Linked DNA regions of Zea mays: region 1 is linked to region 2. The links are chromatin contacts, called in public Hi-C maps. All regions are on one chromosome and are shown on one strand. Each heading gives the region's core, a stretch centred on a gene start, on an enhancer-like site or on the middle of the called end of the contact. The rest is flanking DNA. Distances are from core to core; before and after follow the strand shown.

Region 1 (3,081 bases), core at 122-2,621, 240 kb after region 2:
TGACCTATAAAAATATCTTATAATTTAAAAATAAGTAAATTTTATAGAATTTAGGACACCAACAAAACACTTCGCTCCAACAGTAAAGCCCTAAATCTAGATTATAGGGCAGCCCACTACGGTGTAGTATATTTGAGGCACTTGAGAAGGTGCCCTATAGTTTTTTGACAAAATTTATTGAATTGAGGCACTGTTGGAGTAGTTTTTCTTGTGTAGAGCCCTATATTTCAATTTGAGGCACTAGTTTGAGGCATTGTTGGAGATGCTCTTACATGTTATAATTGACGGTTCGGACGTGTAAACGCTTTGCCTAGCGTAGTTGTCAAACCAAATTGTATTATTCAGAATCAAGCGCGCAGATCGCCCGTCAGCTTTTTTTTGTATATATTTAAATATGAAAAGGGAGAGGGGAAAGAAAGACTCGTCCGTCCACTGCTCGCGATAGGTTAAGCGGCCCATAAGTGTCGGAGATGGTTCAACTCCTCCCGATCACGCGAGAAGATATGCCAGCTCTCTAGCACACTTCGTCAACGCGATATAAAAAAAAAGATGCATAAAGGATCCGGAGACGCGCGAAAGTTCTCAAAGCAGGCGTGCAAATTCCTCTACCCGGCCCAGACCATTAGAAAAAACAAAAAATAAGGAGATAGGAGTAGATAACAACATCTCCAAGGGACACCGCTAAAGCGAGAAATGGTGCGCCTTTTTTTTAATCATGCCCATTACTACTATTTTACTCCCTAGTTTAATTTATCGTCTAAAATACTTGTGCGCATCATTATTGCCCTCCCCCGTAGTTGACTTCGAAGCAAAGACACATATGGGTGCGATGCTGGAAATAAAGGCTTAGAAAACTGAATTTTTCTTCTTATCTCCAAAGTCCACTACCTATCTCATGGATGGCCAAGACGTCACCATCATTCACACACATACGACGTATTTGAGCATTTTACACAGAACACCCCATCTTTGTCTCAATTATTGGGGAAGCGATTCAAGAGATCTGGAGAGGCCAGGGTGTTAATATACTCCACCACGGACCAACACAACACATATGATTTTTGTTAGCTTACGAATGCTTGTTATGTTTGTTTATCAACCTTTTTTTAGTACCACTACCCGAGATCTAAAAGTGGACCTAAAAAAATCAATAATAAAGAGAGAGAGACGCCAGAACTGGCCAAAGTGGCGAAGGCGTGACCACATCGATATTTGTAGGAATCCAACGGGCTGCTCCAGAAAAAAGCAGCAGCACCCATTGACTCGCATCTTCCTCCCCCCTCCCCTGCTCAGCTCTCCCCACCATTTCCACCTATAAAGCCGGTCCGCGGCATCCCTTCCGACCTCCACCTCCTCCCTTCCCGACCCAATTCTCCTCAATCAAAGAAAGTCCCCACGCAGAGCAAGCCAAGATCTGCGCCGCGGCGAAGCAAATCAAAGCAAAGCAAAGCAAAGCACCGGCTGGCTCCCATGGCCGTGGACCTGATGGGGTGCTACGCCCCGCGCCGCGCCAACGACCAGCTCGCCATCCAGGAGGCGGCGGCGGCGGGGCTCCGCAGCCTGGAGCTCCTCGTGTCGTCGCTGTCCACGCAGGCCGCCGCGCCGCACAGGGCCGCGGCTCACCAGCTGCAGAAGCCGCCTTCGCAGCCGCCGATCGGCGAGATCGCCGACCAGGCCGTCTCCAGGTTCCGCAAGGTCATCTCCATCCTGGACCGCACCGGCCACGCCCGCTTCCGGCGCGGGCCCGTGGTCGAGGCGCCGCCACCGGTGCCTCCTCCGGCCGTCTCCGCTCCCGCTCTCCCCGTGGCGCACGTGGTGGCTCCCGTCGGCGCGGCGCAGCCCCAGAGCCTGACCCTGGACTTCACGAAGCCGAACCTGGCCGTGTCGGGCGGCGCCACGTCCGTCACCTCCACGTCCTTCTTCTCCTCGGTCACGGCCGGCGAGGGCAGCGTGTCCAAGGGCCGCAGCCTGGTGTCCTCCGGCAAGCCGCCGCTGTCCGGCCACAAGCGGAAGCCCTGCGCCGGCGCGCACTCCGAGGCCACCACCAACGGCAGCCGCTGCCACTGCTCCAAGAGAAGGTAAAATAACGCCGATGTCTCCAAGCTAATTAAAGGCTTGCTCACAAACAACAACAACACCAACAAAAGGAAGACACCACTTGTCATCTTCTAACCCTGGCCGCTGCCTTAATTGTTTTCGATTGACAGGAAAAACCGCGTGAAGAGGACCATCAGAGTGCCGGCGATCAGCGCCAAGATCGCGGACATCCCGCCGGACGAGTACTCGTGGAGGAAGTACGGCCAGAAGCCCATCAAGGGCTCCCCCTACCCACGGTAAGTCGTCTGTAAAATCCAATCTCCTCCTACGGACCTGTCGGCATCGCTCGCCCGCTCGGCGCTCGGCTCTTCTTTACCGTCGTCTCCGACTATCCGCGCCGACGAATCTGACTCTTCTCTCGCCGCCATCTGGTTTCCAATCCAGGGGCTACTACAAGTGCAGCACCGTGCGCGGGTGCCCGGCGAGGAAGCACGTGGAGCGCGCCACCGACGACCCGGCCATGCTGGTGGTGACGTACGAGGGCGAGCACCGCCACACGCCGGGCGCGCCCGCGCCCGCGCCCAGCCCCCTGGCGGCCGCGTCGCCGGTGCCCGCCTCCGCCGCCGCCGCCGTCTCCGCCGGCAACAACGGGCTTGTCTAGTCTAGAGCCTAGGATTAGCTTCTTCGTTCTTCATTTTGAGCTGATCCCCACCGCTCGATCTGACGCCCGTGTAAAAAAAAAAACAAACGAACAAGGTTGTTGTAGAAAGAAGAGGGAGAGGACACCTTCGACGAAACGACTTGGTTCTCTCGTAACCCCCCGATCGGTGCTGGATCCGTTTCTGTGGTTCTTTTTTTTTTCTGGCTCAGGAAAATAGTAGTAGCGCTCGAAATCAGACGGGGATCGTGTCTGCTGACCATCCAGATCTGTCGCGGCTGTGGCAGTAATAAACGAGTAGTAGTAGAAATCGTATCCTCGGGCGTGGTTAGGAAAGCAGTTTCGACGACGGACGGACGGACCATTGACCCCCGAGTTTATTTTTT
Region 2 (3,358 bases), core at 771-3,270:
GACCCTCTCCTTGAGCCGAGCCAGTAGATCACGCCCGGGACCGGGAGTGTCTCTTGACCTGTTGCCGGTTTCGCTACAAGAGCCTCCTGCATCCTTGCTGATGCTGCCTGGAGCACTGGTTCCATGTGGTGGCATTCTGTCGGGATTCCTACAAATCTTTGGTCTCCGTGGGGTAGCCGGTGTTGATTCATTGGCCACCGCTGCCCTGTGCACCTCCTTGCCTTTGGCTTTGCCAACAGAATGATGACCACTGCAGCCATGGCGCGAGCAGCAGTTCTTGGCCCTGGGGCGCGAACCGTCCTCTCTGAAGAGAAGAATTGATCCTCCCTTGGTTAATAGCAGGCCGCCGACTGTTCGTCTTCCCATGTGCTCCTCCATGTCAGATAACTGCCTGGAGTTAGAAGTGGTAGGAACAAGTCAGACATTTCCCGAGCACGACCATTACCGATTCAGGTCCTACCATGCCTGATATCAGTATTTAATTAATACCCAATGTAAACAACTGAAATACCGTTTAGCCTTCAAACTATAATCTGTATGATTAAAATGGGCTCAGCAGACCCAAAGAAGTGAAGAACATGATCTTTATCATTAATTTTACTGGCATGTTTGGATCCTGGGAATTGAATTTCATTTAATAATCATACTTTACGCACAGACCAATTAAGTTATAGAAGCACATCATGGCAGTCCTATAGACTTATATCTAAACATTGGAAATTTAAGAAATGACAAATTCTAAGTCAAACGGTCTAATCTATTAGGTAGATTCTAATTCTTCAAAGTAAACCAAATTAGTCAGGTGATCCGTTTACCTATTATAATCAGTCTAGATATATATGTGCCTGCTCATAGCACAACCAAAGCGCCCAAACGAATTTGCTGTACTAGCAACCTTTTCCCCTTCCTGTCTGAAATTATTCCTATCCTGAAAGGTCAATTTGGTCAAGCCTGCATACCACGACACAACACAACACAATAATGTACCAAAACCGAAAGGTGTACTGATTTTGCTTTACGGGAATTTTAGAGACTATTAATTTGTCGTTTGATTTTTTTTTTGACATCAACTTTGACCGGTTTGTCTTTTTCGGAATATTTGTGAAAATATAGAAAAATCCAATTCATAGTTAAAGTAAGCTATATGATAAACTAAATCAAAATGAAAATAAATGATAATGATGAGTTTTTTTTTTTAATAAGCCGAGCCAGTCAAAATTTAATAAAAAAAAGTTAAAACGACATTCACAGAGGGAGTAGGAGGCACCCGACGGTTGACACATACGGATTCCATGGGATCGTAACTGTCTTATCGCATAAGAAAAATATTATCTTTGTCTTGTAAGTGAGAAAAAAAAAGCATGAGAAAGAAAGTTGCTGGTTTCAGACAGTCGAAGCAACCGAAACATGCAGCAGAAAACGATTCCGTCTTTCAGAGGATAGACTTTGACCTGTATCCGGGGAAGAAAACAGAGCAAGTTTTTCGTTCTTTCTTTTGCGATAAGAAAAAAAAAGCAGAGGAAGTTTGATATAGTAAATGAAAGGGAATTGGATTGCAGAGACAAAAGAAAAAAAAACCAGAACTTTCGTGGACCATCAAATCTTCAAAGACCCAATAAAACCTATCGCGCGATCGATCACGATGGTAACAGGTATGTATTCCCAAACTTGCAGCGCCTACAGCTCGCACAGGCAGTCGCTACGGAAGAAGTGAACGAGAAAGGCGCGAAAGAACCACCCTGAATTTCAAAGGTGAACTGCAAACTCGTAGGCCAGTTTCATACTGTGGCACGAGCAACCAAAGAACACCAAACCAGACCCGAAAAGGTTGTAAAAGAAACGACGGGTAGCATGACAAGAACATAAATAACACGAGGAAGAAGAAGGAGAAAGAGCGGCCATGACCGACCTTCCTTTCCAAGCCTTTCCTTCAAACCGGGCGATTCTCCTCCACTGGAACCGGGCCGGACAGCGACCGGATCGACCCGGAGAATCGAGGGGAGGAATTGGGAGGGAGCGATAAGAGGAGATCACGAGTGGTGGGAGTTGTTATATACGCATGGCCAAGAAGAAGCAAGCCACAGAGGGAGGGGGTTGCGGAGGCGACAGGCGACGGAGACGAAGCCGGCGTGGCGGGCAGGAAGGGACGGCGGCGGGCCCGCGGGGGCAGGTCGTGTGGGAGCCGTCGGATCGGATTGGGCGGCTGGGCGCGCGCAGAATCCGACGGCTCGAGGGGGAGATGGCCCGGCACGGGACCCGCTCAAACGAAGGCCCAGGACCGCCCCCACCACCGAATTTCCTGCCCGATAATGTGCCGGCAGTAGTCGAGTGAGTGGACCCATGGAGAGGCTGACACTGACAAGCGGCCATCCTGTTGCCTGCGCATTTTTTGAGAGTTTTTTTTTGTCTGCTTTTCGTGAAGCAGTGTTAGTGTTTTCTGGTCCTTTTTCGCAAAAATAAATGGTGTTTTTTTTCATCATCTAGGCTATGTTTGATCAACTATTGAGCATAATCAACTATTTAGTTAGTTGTCCCGTACATTGCTAGTTTTCTATATGTCGGCGTTTCGAGACCGGGGGTCCCTAAGCCGACGAGTGAGTGTGCCGCGTGCCCCAGCCCAGATGGGTCGAGCGCGTGGGCGAGCGCGAAGGGGGGAAAGCGAGGTGGCCGGAGACGGGCGTGAGAGAGGTGGAAATCCCGCGGCCTTCGTGTTCGTCCCGCGCCCAGGTCGGGTGCGCTTGCAGTAGGAGGTTACAAGCGTCCACGCGGGTGAGTGAAGCGAGCGGCCCCAAGAGAGCGCCTGCCCCGTCCTCGCCCCCGCGCGGCCAACCTTCTCTAAGAAGGCCCTGGTCCTTCCTTTTATAGGCGTAAGGAGAGGATCCAGGTGTACAATGGGGGTGTAGCAGAGTGCTACGTGTCTAGCGGGGGGAGAGCTAGCGCCCTAAGTACATGCCAATGTGGCAGCCGGAGAGATCTTGGCACCCTGCTGGTGTGATGTCGTGGCTGTCGGAGGAGCAACGGAGCCTGGCGGAGGGACAGCTGTCGGAGCGGTTGAGTCCTTGCTGACGTCCCAATGCTTCCGTAAGGGAGCTGAGAGCCGCCGTCGTCACAGGGCTAGCGGGGCGCCATCATTGCCTATCTGGCGGAGCTAGCCAGATGGGACACCGGTCTTGTTCTCTGCGGCCCGAGTCGGCTCGGGGTAGGGTGATGATGACGCTTCCTGTTGACGTGGCGGGCCTGTGCCCTAGGTCGGGCGACGTGGAGGCTCCTCTGAAGCCGAGGTCGAGTCTGTCTTCCATGGCCGAGGCCGAGCCCGAGCCCCTGGGTCGGGCGAGGCGGAGGTTGTTCGGCAGAGGCT

Evidence for each region. A called contact is a pair of places that touch in the nucleus more often than the background predicts.
Region 1: a Hi-C map of bundle sheath shows a contact between it and region 2, with 1.8 times the contacts expected there. The contact joins the promoter of LOC100501518 here to the promoter of LOC100285033 in region 2. A contact is called at or near these places in 5 of 25 Hi-C or Micro-C datasets (bundle sheath, ear, endosperm and 2 more).

Annotation. Positions count from the first base shown.
Region 1 is chr10:143,507,484-143,510,564 of Zm-B73-REFERENCE-NAM-5.0, forward strand. LOC100501518 reads left to right here and starts at 1,372. Exons shown (of 3, transcript NM_001357710.1): 1 at 1,372-2,078; 2 at 2,208-2,333; 3 at 2,482-2,837. The coding sequence starts at 1,471. The coding sequence ends at 2,698.
Region 2 is chr10:143,262,927-143,266,284 of Zm-B73-REFERENCE-NAM-5.0, forward strand. It overlaps LOC100285033 (zinc finger, C3HC4 type family protein), which reads right to left and starts at 2,021. Exons shown (of 6, transcript NM_001157928.1): 1 at 1,910-2,021; 2 at 816-928; 3 at 1-391. The coding sequence starts at 378.